2 separate regions of the Sus scrofa genome follow, and region 1 is linked to region 2. Evidence: chromatin contacts called from public Hi-C data. All regions are on one chromosome and are shown on one strand. Each heading gives the region's core, a stretch centred on a gene start, on an enhancer-like site or on the middle of the called end of the contact. The rest is flanking DNA. Distances are from core to core; before and after follow the strand shown. Region 1 holds the start of SLC5A5 (solute carrier family 5 member 5). Region 2 overlaps IL12RB1 (interleukin 12 receptor subunit beta 1).

Region 1 (3,305 bases), core at 173-2,672, 150 kb before region 2:
AGATTCTCATGTGGAGGCGTGCTATCGCAGCTCCAGGAAGGATCTGGCTGGCCCTGCACTGTGCCACGAGTTGGAGAGAGGAGACAGTCCCCGGTGACTCCTGAGGATGCCTGGGGGGGAGGATGCACCCAGCTTGGGAGGTGCGTGTCTGCCAGAGGGGGCCACCAGGGGGCGTCAGAGGCTGGGGACGGTTAGGGAGCCCTAACTTCAACCCAAGGAATTCTTAGATCCCTCCCGGCTCATAGAGGAGAGAACCCAGCATTCACAGGGCGAGATAGGATTCGAACTCAGAGCTCAGAGCCTCTGGAGGCCCAAGTCCCTCAGGGTCCAGTAGCGAAGGGTCCCAAGATGACAGTGTTGCATTTCTTGATGGCATGACCCCACACAAAGGACTTTCCCTTCCCCTGTACCTCAGATCTCTTCATTTGTAACATTAGGGGCCGACCAGACACTACTTCCCCAGGTTTTCATGTCTCTCCATATATTCAAGTTCATGGCCAGTGACAGCCCCTCCATGACCTCCATCATACACTTAATGCCTGGCACAGCGTAGGTTCTCAATGCATATTTGGTGAAGGAACCAACAAATGAGGGAAGAAATGAATGAATGAGGTACTTACTCTGTGCCAGGCTGTGTTATGCGGGTTGAATTTATTCCTCCGAGGCAAGGGCTATATGTTAGCCCCACTTACAGATGGGGAATTGAGGCCCAGAAAGAAGCAAAGACTACTTCAGATATATATGTGCTCAGAACCCCACTACCTCCCACTAAGCTTAACCTAAGGACAGCGTTTGGTGATGTTCTCCTGCTAGAAAGGGAGTGGGTCAAGGTGCCAGTCGGGGGAGGGGTTGAAGCAGTGCAGGTTTCCTTTTGGGGACGCTGCAACCTTGAAAGTAAACCCCAGTCCCGTGGGTGAGCGAGCTCCCCTGTAGGTCAAGATACAAAAGCACAGTGGGGATTTGAATGCTGTGTAGTGCTGGGTAAGTGACATGCCAACTCTGAGTCTCAGTTTCCCCACTTGTCACAGGGAGACTTTAAAAGCTTATGGCCAGGGGAAAGGGCCACGCGAAGCAAGGGGGGCATCCATCACCCCCACCCCCAGCAGCCACCCAAGTGTCCTGTCCCAGCCTCTCTGGCCCAGTCCAGAAGGGAAAGGGTGCGGGTCCTTCCCGCCCCCACACGCGGGGGCGGAGTTTCGTCGACCCGGAGCCCAATAAATCCGCAGCCCTGCAGCCAGCTGCGCGTTTAAGCCCCGCCAAGACCTCCAGCAGTCAGAGCTGAGCGCGGCTCCCAGGGAGAGGACAGACAGAGGGCTGGGAAGTGGACACGCAGCTGCACGGGGCAGCCGGACCAAGTGGAGGCCAGGTGGACGGACAGACAGACGGCAGAGACAGACGCCAAAGACCGAGAGGAAAGTCAGGGAGGCAGTCGAGGATCCACAGATTCCTTGCCCGGGGAACCTCGGCCCGCAGGGGACGAAGGGGAACCGGCGCGCAGTGTCGCATCGGAGGCCGAGCATCCTCCCACCTCCTCGCAGTCCTGCCTTCTGGGCCGCTGCCAACTTCCCTCAGCCCGGGAGCTCGAGGTGGCTGGAAAGGCTCAGGACGCGCCTTGTCCCCGCACCCGGCCCTCATGGCGACCGTCGAGGGAGGCGCGCGGGCCACGTTCGGAGCCTGGGACTACGGAGTCTTCGCCCTCATGCTGCTGGTGTCCACTGGCATCGGGCTGTGGGTTGGGCTGGCGCGGGGTGGGCAGCGCAGCGCCGAGGACTTCTTCACCGGGGGCCGGCGCCTGACGGCCGTGCCCGTCGGCCTCTCGCTGTCCGCCAGCTTCATGTCGGCGGTACAGGTGCTAGGCGTGCCAGCGGAGGCCTACCGCTATGGCCTCAAGTTCCTCTGGATGTGCCTGGGACAGCTGCTCAACTCGCTGCTCACTGCCCTACTCTTCCTCCCAGTTTTCTACCGCCTGGGCCTCACCAGCACTTACCAGGTACGGGGCAGAGACCCTGAGGCAGGACCTGCCTGGTGGGGAATAAAGGGATGCGGAGGGGGAGGCCCTGAGCTTTGAATTGCTGTGCAGGGAGCCGCAGGCGGGCTCCTCGGCGTCTTCATAGGGTAGCCACCAGGCGGACCAGTAGGGAGGGTTCTGGGAAGAAGCCTGAGGCAGTGGGGCCAGGGGCCGGAAGGAGGAAGAGGAGCTGGTGGCGTCCTGGTTTTCTTTGGTGAAAACCCGCTCAGGGAGGGGCCAGCCCGGCCAGGGGCGCGCTCACGTGTGGACAGGAGCACCCCTGCTCTCCACATGCGTGGGCTTGCGTACACCCGACTGCTCGCCCGGCGGCCCGCTCCGGGTTCCAACCCCAACTTCCCCGCTTCCTCCTACCTCCCGCAAGACTTTGCCTCCCAGCTCGGGTTCCCTAAAAGTCTAAGTGGCCTGATTTCAGGACTTCCCTCCAGGGCAGTGGGCAAAGTGATTACAATACTGACCAGTATACGGTAGGCCACCCATCACAGTTGGCCGCAGGCACTGACTGTTATCTTGCCAAAGTTGACTCCGAGCCGCAGCAGCCGGTGGCGGGGGCCGACCAGACTTGAGTGGGGGTGGGCGGGGCCGATGTGTGCACTTTTGATGGCTCAGTCCTCCTGGGCACAGGCGCGGGGATGGCGCTTGTGTACAAGTGTGTGCAGATAGGTCGGAGTGTGTGCACTTGGCTGGAAACCCTGCGGGTTAGAGGGTGGACAGCGCAGAAACCAAGGGGGCGGGTGAAGGACCCCAGAGGCCTCCGGCTCCTCTTGGGTAGGACCTGTCCGCGTGACCACAAGCCCTCGGTTCCCTCTTGCAGTACCTGGAGCTGCGCTTCAGCCGCGCTGTGCGGCTCTGCGGGACCCTGCAGTACCTGGTGGCTACAGTGAGTGGCCTCGGTCCCGCCCTCTCCCCCGCCAGGGTCCAACTTTGTGCAGTCTGGGTCGGGTCCGCCCACAGCCCTTACAACCTCGCCTGGTGGGGCCCGCCCCTATCCTGCAAGGCCCAGCCCAGTCCCCGCCCCCGGTCCTCTGGCCCCGCCCCTGGAAGACCCATCTACCCGTTTGGCCCGCCGGCTTCTCTCACACGCCCCACCTGACCCTGCCCCGACCCTACGCGGTCGCGCCCATCGGTTCCCAGTCACACACCCCAACTACCCTCCACCCGTATCTCCTAAAGCCCTTTTTACCCAGGCGCCCCCACACCCAACCCCTCACTCCCCGCCTGGCTCACAGGCCCCTGCCCTCCACGTGCAGATGCTGTACACTGGCGTCGTAATCTACGC
Region 2 (3,221 bases), core at 89-2,588:
GAGTTCTCGTTGTGACTCAGTGAGTTAAGAACCTAACTTGTATTCATGAGAATGAGGGCTCGATCCCTGGCCTGCCTCATTGGGTTAAAGATCGGATGTTGCCGTGAGCTGAAGCATAGGTCTCAGATGTGGTCTGGAACCTGCATTGCTATGGCCAAGGGCCTGGCGTCTGAGGCAGTGAAGGGTGAGAGGCCAGGCCAGGGCTCAGGGCTATTCCATGTCATTTCCTGCAGCCTTGGTCCCCAGAGGGCCCTGAGACCCCAGCCCCATCCTGGTTCAAAGGAAGAGGCAGAGACAACATCTCTCCAACCATAGGCTGCTGGAGAGACTGAAGAAACAGGTATCTGGGGAGGTAAACTGAGGCAACCTGTCCCCCTTTGGGAGACATGCGTCCTGACTCCTGAAGGAAACCACGGTGAAAGGGAGAGTCAGACCAAGAGAGGAAGAGACAGGAGTTCCCTGGTGGCTCAGCGGGTTAAGGATCCCGCCTTGTCACTGCCGCGGCATGGGTTTGATTCCTGGCCCAGGAATTTCTACATGACTCAGTTATGGCCAAAACTAACTAACTAACTAACTAAATAGAAGAAAGAGAGAAAGAGACAGAGGAGAGGAGGTGAAGAGGGGGGCAAGGGCTCTGGAGAATGGTAAAAGGTACCCATTTTGCAGAATAGAACACTGAGGCCAACCAGGTTGACTCACCTGTTTTGGGCTGAAACAAGAGTAGGAAGCATCTTTGAATAACTCCCAGATCAGATCTCTAACGCTCCAGCTCCAGAACCTCCACCCCTACCCCCACCAAGCTACAACTAAAACTCATGTCCCCAGGCTCCAGAGGGCTGTGACCTCTATCTCTGCCTCATGGACTCCCCACCAACCACATCTGCCACAGGCCCTTTGCTCTTGCTGTTCTGGCCTCTCTTCACCATCTTGGCCCTAGCACCACAAAACTCTGCCTCACTCTTGTTCCTTATACTTTCACCCTCCCAGGTTTATTCTAACTATCTTTGTGAGGATTAGATTAGCATCTGCCTTCCCTACCCAACCAGGAGCCTCTGGTGACTAGACCAATTCTGACCTGTGCAGGCCAGGAATTGGTATACAGTAGGTGCTCAACACTGATTTCCTGAATCAGTGAAGGAATGAAGCTGTGAAAGTGGGTCTTACCAGTCTTGGTTGTTGGAGCTCCTAGGGAAACTGAGGGATCAACCCTCAGAGGAGCCCCAGAATAATGAATATACAGTATGTGCTCAATAAACACTGGGCCAGGGCTCTGCTAAGAGCCTTATACAGATGGATACAAGTAGAGACCCAGAGAGGAACTTCCTATTATACAGATGGGTACAAGTAGAGGCCTAGAGAGGAACTTCTTATGAGTCATCTTCTAGCAGCAGAAACAGAACCCAAGAGTGGTTTTAACAAAAAAAGAATTAGGGGAGTTCCTTGGTTCAGTGGGTTAAGAATCCAGCATTGTCACTGCTGTGGCTCAGGTTATGTCACAGGTTTAATCTCTGGCCCGGAATTTCTGCATGCTTCAGAAAAAGAGAAACAGGGTTAAGGGGCTTCAGGTATGGCTGGATCCAGGAACTAGGATTATCTGTGCTGCTGTCCTCTCTGAAACTTTCTCTCCCAGGCAGGCTCAGCCTCCCGGCCCCCACTCCCCACCACCTGTAGAAGCAAGGTGTCCACTTTCCCCATTCATTTCATCGTGTTTCTAGTGGTGCTCCACAAATATTGAACTACTCCTTGGACCCAGGGGATTGTGCCTGAGGGTAGGTTTGCTGACTCCCATGGCCACCCAACTGGGTCCTGTGCTACTGGTGGGCCCAAGACTGGGACAATCAGCACGGGTTCTCTGGAGGTTCCACTGTGTATGTGTTTGGTGGGGGAGGGGCGGGACGGGGTGGGGATGGATTCTGGACTTGAGGTGGGTGGCTCTAGGCCCCTGGGGGTCAGGTAATTCTGGTGTTTCTTATAAGGCTACTGATCCACCTTTCCCTCCTTCCTGTCTACTTTGGGCCCTGCCACTGTCCAAGCCTCCTTCTCAGGCTGGCACCCAGCCCTAAGGAATGAGGAGGGCTGATCCTCAAGGGAGGGCTTATCTGGTGGAGGGTACGCCTTGAGCAAAAGCTGGGAGGTGACAAATCCAAGGGATGGAACACTCGCAGAACAGTGAGCAGCCACTGTAGCCGGGGCACTGGCCAAGTCTTTTGTTTCCCCATCTAGATGCATAGATGGGGAAACTGAGGGCCGCCCCCCCGCAAAGGGGAAGGGCCTTCCGGCCCTATTGCCTGCCAGACATCCCTCACTCTCATCGCCTTTCGCCACAAAATTCCGTGGTTCTGGGTTTTAATCCCCCGCCCTCATCTAAAACCGGAAAAGTCTGTTTTGCAAACTCCCTGGGAGGTGGGAGGGTGCTGGGCGGGCTGAGCCTGAGAGATACGCGCCGCTGCTGCCACCTGGTGGTCACGGGAGGAATCCGAGACAACACGTTTAAGCACGAAGGGCTGTCGGGGGAGGCGGGTAGAGGAAGCCCGTGGATTCAGGGTGTATCTGGGGGGGCAGAGGTCCTGCTGCGGGGTGTTGTGTGTTAGGACATGGGAAGAACCCCACGTCCCTACCTGAGCTTTGGGCGGAGGGGCGGGGCTGGGGGATAACCAAGCCTCCTGCTATGAGGGGACTCAGCCCCACTCCCCCTCTGGGCCTGTCCATTCTTCCAGTCCCCTACCCTTCGACATCGTATGCCCACCTCCCAGTCCTAACTTCGCAGAATTCTGAGTGATCATCCAGTTTTGTCTCCCTCCTATTGGGTGCTCCTGAGGGCACCCAAAGGCAGCGATTGGTAAATGTGTATGAAATGAGTTAATTTTCAGGCTCCTACAGGGGTGGGGGGCAGGGAGTTGTGGGTGGGTTGAGCAGCACATTCAGGCTTCAGTCAAGGGAAAGGTTTATTTGCTTTTTTTTCTTTCTTTTTTTTTAGGGCTACACCTGCAGCATGTGGAGGTTCCCTTGCTTGGGGTCGAATTGGAGCTACAACTGCTGGCCACAGCCACAGCCACAGCAATGTAGGATCCTAGCTGTGTCTTGCTCACAGCAACACCAGATCCTTAACCCACTGAGCAAGGCCAGGGGTCGAACCCGCAACCTCATGGTTCCTGTTGGATTCGTTTCTGCTGAGCCACAATGAGAACTCCAGGGGAAAAATTTATTAAGCCTTACATCTC

The links. A called contact is a pair of places that touch in the nucleus more often than the background predicts.
Region 1: a Hi-C map of epiblast stem cells shows a contact between it and region 2, with 2.7 times the contacts expected there. The contact joins the promoter of SLC5A5 here to the enhancer-like site in region 2. A contact is called at or near these places in 4 of 47 Hi-C or Micro-C datasets (embryonic fibroblasts, epiblast stem cells, omental adipose tissue and 1 more).

What each region holds. Positions count from the first base shown.
Region 1 is chr2:59,883,203-59,886,507 of Sscrofa11.1, reverse strand. It overlaps SLC5A5 (solute carrier family 5 member 5), which reads left to right and starts at 1,422. Exons shown (of 15, transcript NM_214410.1): 1 at 1,422-1,990; 2 at 2,841-2,906; 3 at 3,277-3,305. The coding sequence starts at 1,634.
Region 2 is chr2:59,735,993-59,739,213 of Sscrofa11.1, reverse strand. It overlaps IL12RB1 (interleukin 12 receptor subunit beta 1), which reads right to left. Exons shown (of 16, transcript NM_001145986.1): 16 at 3,202-3,221. Among named protein-coding and RNA genes, the nearest start is that of IL12RB1, 30 kb to the right of the region's middle. Within about 2 kb of position 1,338, at least 29 of the 83 cell types and tissues checked have an H3K27ac peak or open chromatin away from gene starts, as enhancers often do. A contact at or near this core is called in epiblast stem cells, omental adipose tissue and subcutaneous adipose tissue, where this site is marked.